Linked DNA regions of Mus musculus: region 2 is linked to region 1. A link is a contact called in public ChIA-PET data. All regions are on one chromosome and are shown on one strand. The core of a region is the stretch at or near the end of the contact, and the rest is flanking DNA. Distances in the headings are between cores, read along the strand shown.

The links. ChIA-PET counts read pairs in DNA pulled down with a chosen protein or histone mark.
Region 2: an RNA polymerase II ChIA-PET map of memory CD8 T cells shows a contact between it and region 1, with 8 read pairs. The contact joins two enhancer-like sites. A contact is called at or near these places in 2 of 115 datasets of contacts at active chromatin or transcription factors (memory CD8 T cells and microglia).

The regions. Positions count from the first base shown.
Region 1 is chr17:83,730,864-83,735,474 of GRCm38.p6, forward strand. The region is part of intron 3 of Mta3 (metastasis associated 3); the gene reads left to right. Among named protein-coding and RNA genes, the nearest start is that of Mta3, 27 kb to the left of the region's middle. Within about 2 kb of position 1,543, at least 228 of the 459 cell types and tissues checked have an H3K27ac peak or open chromatin away from gene starts, as enhancers often do. A contact at or near this core is called in memory CD8 T cells and microglia, where this site is marked.
Region 2 is chr17:84,265,192-84,269,663 of GRCm38.p6, forward strand. All of the region lies in intron 30 of Thada (thyroid adenoma associated), which reads right to left. Among named protein-coding and RNA genes, the nearest start is that of Gm24492, 20 kb to the right of the region's middle. Within about 2 kb of position 2,705, at least 92 of the 459 cell types and tissues checked have an H3K27ac peak or open chromatin away from gene starts, as enhancers often do. A contact at or near this core is called in memory CD8 T cells and microglia, where this site is marked.

The sequences.
Region 1 (4,611 bases), core at 293-2,792:
GTCCTATCACCAAAGTGTGTGGTGTTTTCAGCGTAGGGTATTACTTCCAAGATCTGGGAAGCAACCAAGGGCAATAGCAATTATCTGTGTGTATTGTATTGTTCTCTTAGATTCCTTGACTAACTACTTCCGTGAGGTGTCCCATGTCTGTCACTGGGATTTTTATTAGTCTATGGCTCCTGGGAGAATATTATCACCCTGTAACAATAAAAGTATAGATGTATATGCAACATAAATACATGGACACACACACACACACACACACACACACACGGATAGGGACACATACACATGATGTAGGTATTATTAAGTAAGCTTACAAAAGAATATCTTTCAAATGTCCTTAGTGTTTATGTCCCCTCCTCTCTCCTTCTGTATCACCCTTCTTACTCCCCCACTTCAGTACCCCCGACCCTATTTTAAAATTTTAATATCTATTTATTTGTATGTGTGTACCATGTTGCTTACGTGGTGGTCAGGACAACTTTGTGGATTTGGGTCTAAATTTGGGTACTGGAAATTGTAGTCCTGACTACTCTGGAATTCACTATGGCTGTTTTTGAACTCACGTAAGTCTTTCCTGCCTAGGTCTCTAGAGTGGTGGGATTACAGGCATGTGGATCCTTTTTACGTAGTTTATTATGGGAAGAAATGCTCGACTGTGCTTAGGGAAGACAGTGCTGGTAAATTCAGGACGGTAATGTTTTGCGAGAGCAGTGCTGGTGGTTAGCTGAGAGGAGGAAGCCCTAGGACCATGCTGGGAGTGAGTTCAGGAGGAGGATGCTCTGGGAGGACGGGGCTGGGAGTGAGCTGGAGAGGAAGGCTACTTCTTGTGCTGGTTGTCTGTTGTCATCTTGACACCTAGAGTTACCTGAGACGAGGGAACCACAATTGGGAAAATGATTGGCCTTTGTGGCATTTTCTTGATTAATAATTGATGTGGGAGGTCCCAGCCCTCTGTAGGCAGGAGGTCCTGGGTTCTATAAGAAATCAGGCTGAGCAAATCCTGAAAGCAAGGCAGTAAGCAGCACCCTCCATGGCCTCTGCATCAGCTCCTGCTCCAGGTCCCTCTGCATTCCTGTCCTGACTTCTTTTAGTGGTGGGTGTGACCGAGCCTAGTAAGCTGGGGTACCCTTTCCTTCCCGAGTTGCTTTGGCCGTGGTGTTCTGTCCCAGCAATCGAACCCCTAGCTAAGACACTTGTGGCTCTTTTATTTTCGCTTCTGAAGTTTCACAGTTTACAGCGAGCGGAAAGTTGCATGGTGGCACGCTAAGGCTACAGAATCCCAGATGGATTTTGATTTATTATAAGACTGGGCAGCCTTTGCCAGATGCAGTGTTCTTTGAATAAATGTAAAGCAGAAGTAGCTTATTTCTGATGGGATCCTGACTCGCTGTAGAACTGATGAGTCATGGCAGCTCACTGTGTGAAAGGACCATTTCAGACGGCCTTCTCTTCCCGCTGACTTCCTGTGCGTGGACTGCTCATTTCCACTCCCTTCTGTGAGGTCAGAGTAACGTTCAAAACCACACTAACCTTGCCGGCACCAGCTGCTCATCAGGCCGGGAGTTCTGCAGAGACCGGATGGCACTTGAGGGTGACAGTTTCCCTGCTGATAGAATGTGTGCTTGTAGTTTGCTTAAAATTTTTCGGCTCTATGTAGTGGCACATGCCTTTTATCCCAGCACTTGTAAGGCAGAAGCAAGCAGATCTCTGTATTCGAGGTAGCCTAGATTGCAGAGTGAGTTCCAGGACAGCCAGGGTTACACAGAGACCCTGTCTCCAAAAACAAAAATAAAACAAAACAAGAAATTAAAAAACAAAAACAAAAACAAAAAACAAAAATAAATTCTGGATTGAATGAATTCTGGAATGTAGGCTCCGAGGTTAAGAACACACACTGCTGTTATTAAGGACCGGATTTGGCAGCTTGTTAGCATCTGTAATTCTCCTCTGGGGGACCTGGCTCATTTTCAGGGATACCTGCACTCAGGTGCACATCCCCACCCTACATATTCCTTTTTTTGTTTTAAGTTTAAAGAAGTAACTTCGGCATTTAGTTCACTGCTCTTGCAGGGGACCTGAGTTCAGTTTCCACATTGGGACACAGAGACCTGTAACTCAAGCCGCAGGGATCCAGCGCCCTCTCCTGGCCGTTGTAGGCACTGTACTCGTGGGCACCTGCATTGAGAGCACATTCTCCTGGATACATAATTATTAAGTCTTTAGGACCCTTGGAGGCCCCCAGAAACTGAGCCACCAACAGAAGAGCATTCATGGGCTGGACCTATGCCCCCCACACAGATGTAGCAGAAGTGCAACTTGGTCTTCATGTGGGTCCCCCAACAATTGGAGCAACTGGACCCCTGACTCTGTTGCCTGCCTGTAGATCCTGCTCCCCTAACTGGGCTGTCTTGTCTGACCTCAGTGGGTGTGGATGTGCCTAGTCCTGCAGTGACTTGAGATTGCCCGGGTGGGTTGGTTCCTGGGAGGGACCTCCCCCTTCTCAGCGGTGAAGAGGGAGGGGCCATTTGAGGGGGCACTGGCAGGACCGGTGGAACCGTGATAGGGATGTAAAATGAATAAATAAGTTAATGGAAAGAAGAAAGAAAAAGAAATAAGTCTTTAAAGAAATTCTGCTCTTTTTTACAGTAAATCTTGATAGGCATAATGTCCATTAATAAAAGCTTGAGGTCTTCAATGGGGCTTAAAAGTGTGAGTAAGTCTTTAGGTTACAGAGCAAGAGAACTGCTGGGCAGGTGTTCTCTCAGAAAAATGCATTCAAATTTGGCCTAGAAAATATTCCAGGGTCTGGGGAGGCGGCTCAGTGTGTATCCCCAGCAGGTATGCACCCCCAGCACGCATAGAGCCCTGCTGGTGAACCTTAGCACCATGGAAAGAGGGTGGCTGCTGGAGCCTGCAAGTCCAGCATTCAGAAGACAGGGCAGGAGGATCAGAAATGTTAGTCCATCCTCAGCTAGGTAGATAGCTCAGAGCTAGCCTGGGGTACATGAGACCCTGTCTCAGAAGAGGAGGAGGAAGAAGAGGAAAAGGAGGAGATAGAAGAGAAAAGAAGGAAGAAGAGTTGGGGTGGGGAGGGAAAAGCCCCAACATTTTAAGGATTCTTTTCTAAAAACTAAGTTTTGTATGTATGTGATGCACACACAAGCACACACACATACACACACGCACTCATAATTTATTTTTTTATTAAAATTATTTTTATATATGTGGGTGTCTGTGCATGCCTGTGGACACCAGAAGAGGGAATTGGACCTCCTGGAAATGATATTACAGATGGCTATGAATCACTATGTGGGTGCTGAGAATCAAACCCGGGTCTTCTTGAAGAGCAGCCAGGGCTTTTGACCACTGAACCGTTTTTCTAGGCCTTCATATACACAATTTAAAAAGAAAAAAAAAAAAAAAAAAAGCTGGGAGTAGTGGCACACAGTTTTGGTCCTAACACTTTTGAGGGAGAGGTAGGCAGATCTCAGTGAGTCAAGGCCAGCCCGGTCTACATAGAGAGTTCCAGGCCAGCCAGGGCTACAAATTTTAAAGCTAAAACAACAGAACCAACCCCGTTTCCCCCACCCCCAAAAGTGAGGTTTGCTGTTGTTATTCTGATATGTAATGACGCCTTTTGCTCTGTAAGGCACCATTAGAATTCAGTTAGCCATGTCTTTTATAGCAACAATTTATCAAATTCCAATTAGGCAGGGAGCATAATTTTGTATGTGATATTTGCTGTGCTAATAGTGCCAATGCAGCAATAACTTTATCGATCCCCGCCGGGGAGATGGTATTGGACTTGCAAGTAGGCGGCGCCTTTAGAACTGTGTCTCTGTGCATACATCGATAGAAAGAACATTCACGGAAGCTACAATTGCTGCTTCTTTGTTTGAGCTTAGTGAGACTTTAACTTTCTTTTATTGTATTGTCTGATAGATACTGTGTGTGTGTGTGTGTGTGTGTGTGTGTGCCTTTGTCTCCACCTCTGCGCATATACAGAGGTCAGAGAACAACTTCCATTATGTGGGGCCCAGGGATTGGAACTCTGGCCACCCAGCTTCATGGCATGCGCCTTTCCCGGCTGAGTCAACTTGCCTGCTCCTAAGTGAGATGTTTAAACTCAGTTTTCCAGGCTTGTTTTCAATTCAGAGCTTTAGAATTTGAAATTAGGGAATATGACATGTCCTCATACAATCAAAAAAGAATTGTGGGAATTGTGTTTGATAAGATGCCTTCTGTGGTCCTGGGCCCTCAATAAGTATTGTGACAACTGAACCGGATGGTGGTGGCGCAAGCCTTTAGTGCCAGTCAGTGCTTTTGAGGCAGATCTCTGAGTTCCAGGCCAGCCTGGTCCACAGAGCTAGTTGTACAGCCTAGGCTACAACAGAGAAACTCTATCTTCAAAAACAAAAGCAACAGACAAAGAATTGTTAGATCTGCTTCTGTCCATGTGGCACCTGTGGTTTCATAGGTAAGAATTCTGCAAGGGCCAGGCAGTGGTGGCACACGCCTTTAGTCCTATTGCTTGGGAGGCAGAGGCAGGTGGATTTCTGAGTTCGAGGCCAGCCTAGTCTACAGAGTGAGTTCCAAGACAACCAG
Region 2 (4,472 bases), core at 1,455-3,954, 540 kb after region 1:
TTTCCTCATCAGACTATAAGATTTATTTAACAGAATGACAAATAGCCAACTGCATGCCAACAGAGCACCAGTCCTCCCACAGGCCCTGAGGCCACAGGGATGGCTGCCTGAACCAAGAAATATAACTTTCCCACAGTGTCCTGGTACCATGCAGCCCTGACATTGGGAGAGGCTGCAGGCCTGATGGCTTTGGAAGTCTTGAGTCTGCTTCTGCCTAGCAAGGGGGAGTAAGGCCATGAGCATGGGAAGAACATTTCTAACTGGGTGCTAGAACTACAGTGGCTGATGGCTTAGCCTTTGCTAAGTTCATAAACTATGAACTTTGTCTCAGGGTCAACAGCAGCTCTCACTTGGAGCTGGCCAAGTATTTAGGTGCTCAGGTCCTACCTTCAGTCTAACTAGTGACTTCTGAGAACACGTTCTATCTGAGCAGCTCTATTTTAGACAGTCCAACATGACAAGCAGTGTCTGGACACATGGAGGCAGTAAGGTCCAGGAAAAAGCTTGACAAGGACTTGGCAGCTGAGTACAGATATTAGCAGTTTTCAGTGGGGTCCACGCCTGTTCAGCTGTGTAGATGGATGGGTTCTCCTGACCTCTGAGGGTTACATCTCTGCAAATGCATAGGGACTTCACAGGGTTTTCCGTATTTAAATCCCAGATCCAGGAGTTTGCCTGAGAACCTGTTTTGTTGCCCTCTTTACACTGCACTGTGGTTTTAAGAAATAGTTGCAGTGCCTAAGTCAGTCTGGCCTCGCCCAGAAAAGGCTGATAAACAAACTGACCCAAGTACTGCCTGTTCTACTTTAGCCACATCTTAAAAGATGAAAATGTAACACGACCCTCTGGAACAAGGACCACATGAGGGTCCCTGGCTTCAGTGGACTTGGGAAGGCAAAGGCATTTATTTCTACAGCAGAGTCTCTCAGGGTGGGAGTTGACACTGGGAGGTTTTAAATCTTCCCCGGTGATTCCAGCATTCTACCCTGAGCATCAGGAACTATTGTTTGGAATGAAAACTTGCTACCAGCCAACCTGGCATTTGTTAGTGCCAAGACCAGGAGTCACAGTCTCCTGTGGGATCCTAATGGGAGAAGTGGCTGGGTGAGTACAGCAGTGATGTGTGTAAAGCACGCTCTATTAAAAGCAATGACCAGAGCCAGAGTGGTAGTGTCCCAGTGTCATCCCAGCAGTAGGAGGGCCGTGGCTGGCCTAGGCTAAGGAGCAAGGCTCTGTCTGTCTCAAAGTAAAATTAAAGCTATCACCATCCCCACTCTCCCAGGAGGAGGCTAGCAAGACAGAATGTGCAAACAAGCACACACAAAGAGACATAAAGCACATGGCTTGCTACCAGGATCTGAACAAGTTTTTGTTTGTTACCTGGCACCCCTGGCAGAGCACACAGTACACCCAGGCCCTAGTGGTACCCTGGGAAAGCCCAGGGAAAAGTCCTTATGAACCAGAAACAAAAGGTTAAAGCGTGTCAGTTACTGTGTTAAAACATTGAAAGTAAAAGTTGAAAACATAACCATACTTGTTTGCCTTATCTCTTGAACTTATGCCAAACTAAACTAGTGTTATACATAGGGTGTGTCAACACAGAAAAGTTAATTTTCTAATACCAAGAGCATTTTGAGATAAACTCATGGAATCATATATATTGATTGCTTCATCCAGAGCTTGGTACAAAGTAGGCATTCCAAAAATAACTTTTAAAAACCCTTAAACTTTTGGCAAGGTCTCCATGCACTGTTTGTGGGACGAGGGTCTCACAACGTACAGCAGCTGTAGCACTGCGCTGCCTCTCAAGAGACTTAGTCTGCTTTTAGAAATGAAACCTAAGGCCAGAGTTACAGACTGACTCCACACCACACGCAGCAATGAAGGCAAAGTAGAGCAATGAAGCCAATTATAGTGGCATATGCTTTTAATCCCAGCGCACTTGGGAGGCAGAGGCAGGTGGATCTTGGTGAGTTTCAGGAGAGTAAGAACTATATAATGAGACCAATCTCAAAAAACCCAGCAAAACAAACCAATAAGCCCAATCTCTCTCTCTCCGCCCCCTCATACATACACACACACACACACACACACACACACACACACAGGCATAGAGACACACAGAGAGATGCTTAAGCCCACTTTTCAACAAAAGATTCTTTTCCTAGTTAATCAAAAAGGCAAAATTAGGCAAAATTATTTTTTTTGTAGAGATGGATAGTGATAGGAAAAATCAACCCCCCAATTCCCCAAATTGAAAAAAAAAAAAACTCTGAAGAAATAATAGAGATTTTAGTTTTTGTTTGTACTTGCTATTTTTAAATGTTTTAAGTATGAAGTTACTATGTTAACCCCAGCACTTCTATCTCTTGGCTGTCCCATCACACGCTGCCAATGACAGCTCTACTTTCTGTGTCTATGAACTATCTGCTCAGCCAGCCATCTCTCGGGGTACCTCCATGTGGTGGCACAGGTCAGATCTCTCTTGCTGCTTGGGGATATAGCTGTGGCAGCGCACTGGCCTAGCATGTGGAAAGGCCTGGGTTCAATCCCTAGTTGAGGATGGGAACTTCTCTTTTAAAGATGGACTAATGTTACCATATGTATATAGCATATTTTGCTTACATTGTCAGCAATGAACACTGCTGTTCTGTGGTTTGGTGACCAGGAAGAACGTTGCTCTGAGCATAGCAGTACAACCATCGAAGCCTGCTTTCTCTTTCTCTGAACTTAGACGGAGAACTGCAGGATTAGATACTGATTCTATTTCCAGTTTTTAAGGAAGTGTGATACCATTTTCCATAGCAGCCATAAAGTTTTAAGTAATAATAATAGCAAATATTTTCATATTGCCAAGTGAAAAAAAGGAAGCTATAACTTTTATACTTAATAGAACCTTAGCTATGTTTTTTAAAAAAAGGAAAAAGATGATGTAACCACAGAGAACTGTGCTAAGAGTAGATTTCACTTTTATATTGTTTTTCAAATTATTTTTCCTTGCTATGAATGATAGCCAAGGAAAACCAGGGATGAAGTTCTGTAGAGAATGTTTCCCTTCGGCCATCCCATTCCCCACCCCAGAGCCCAGCAGCACACAAAGCTCACCTGCTTATCTTCTTCAGTTTGGTTTGTTTTTTTGAAACTGTTTCACTGAGTAGCTCAGACTGGTCTGAAATTTGCAACAGCCCCTTTGTCTCCGTACCCCTAAGTAGTAGGATTAACACACGTGTACCCACACACATGGTTTATGTCATCAAGTTTTCTAAAAGGAACATCCAATACATATTTACTCTTTTATGGCTGAGGGAAACACAAGATAACAAACCACTTCTGAAAAAACTGAAGCCCAATATAATTGTAATCCCAAGTCACAGCCAAGGTAAACAAGCCGTTTCCTCTGAGTCCTGCTTGAGAGAGCTTTTCAAAGTTCTTTCTGTTAGGGTGGAGCCTGTGACTGCTAGGACAGCAGAGCTGCAGCCTGAAGACAGCAAGCGCAGCAGGAGGACCATCCAAGGGGCCTGGACTGCACCCTGTTGTGGCATCCCTAGACAATGTTGTGACATCCCTAGACAATGTTGTGACATCCCTAGACAATGTTGTGACATCCCTAGACAATGTTGTGACATCCCTTCCCAGGACGGGGCTCATTCTGAATCTCACTTGCTTCCTGACCTGGGCAAGATTTCCACCCCACCGGGATCTGGTAACTGCTGCCCTCACACCGGGATCTGGTAACCGCTGCCCTCACACGGGGATCTGGTAACCGCTGCCCTCACACGGGGATCTGGTAACCGCTGCCCTCACACCGGGATCTGGTAACCGCTGCCCTCACACCGGGATCTGGTAACCGCTGCCCTCACACGGGGATCTGGTAACCGCTGCCCTCACACCGGGATCTGGTAAATGCTGCCCTCACACGGGGATCTGGTAAATGCTGCCCTCACACCGGGATCTGGTAAATGCTGCCCTCACACCGGGATCTGGTAACCGCTGCCCTCACACCGGGATCTGGTAAATGCTGCCCTCACACCGGGATCTGGTAACCGCTGCCCTCACACCGGGATCTGGTAACCGCTGCCCTCACACGGGGATCTGGTAACCGCTGCCCTCACACGGGGATCTGGTAACCGCTGCCCTCACACGGGGATCTGGTAACCGCTGCCCTCACACGGGGATCTGGTAACCGCTGCCCTCACACGGGGATCTGGTAACCGCTGCCCTCACACCGGGATCTGGTAACCGCTGCCCTCACACCGGGATCTGGTAACCGCTGCCCTCACACCGGGATCTGGTAACCGCTGCCCTCACACGGGGATCTGGTAACCGCTGCCCTCACACGGGGATCTGGTAACCGCTGCCCTCACACGGGGATCTGGTAACCGCTGCCCTCACACGGGGATCTGGTAACCGCTGCCCTCACACCGGGATCTGGTAACCGCTGCCCTCACACGGGGATCTGGTAACCGCTGCCC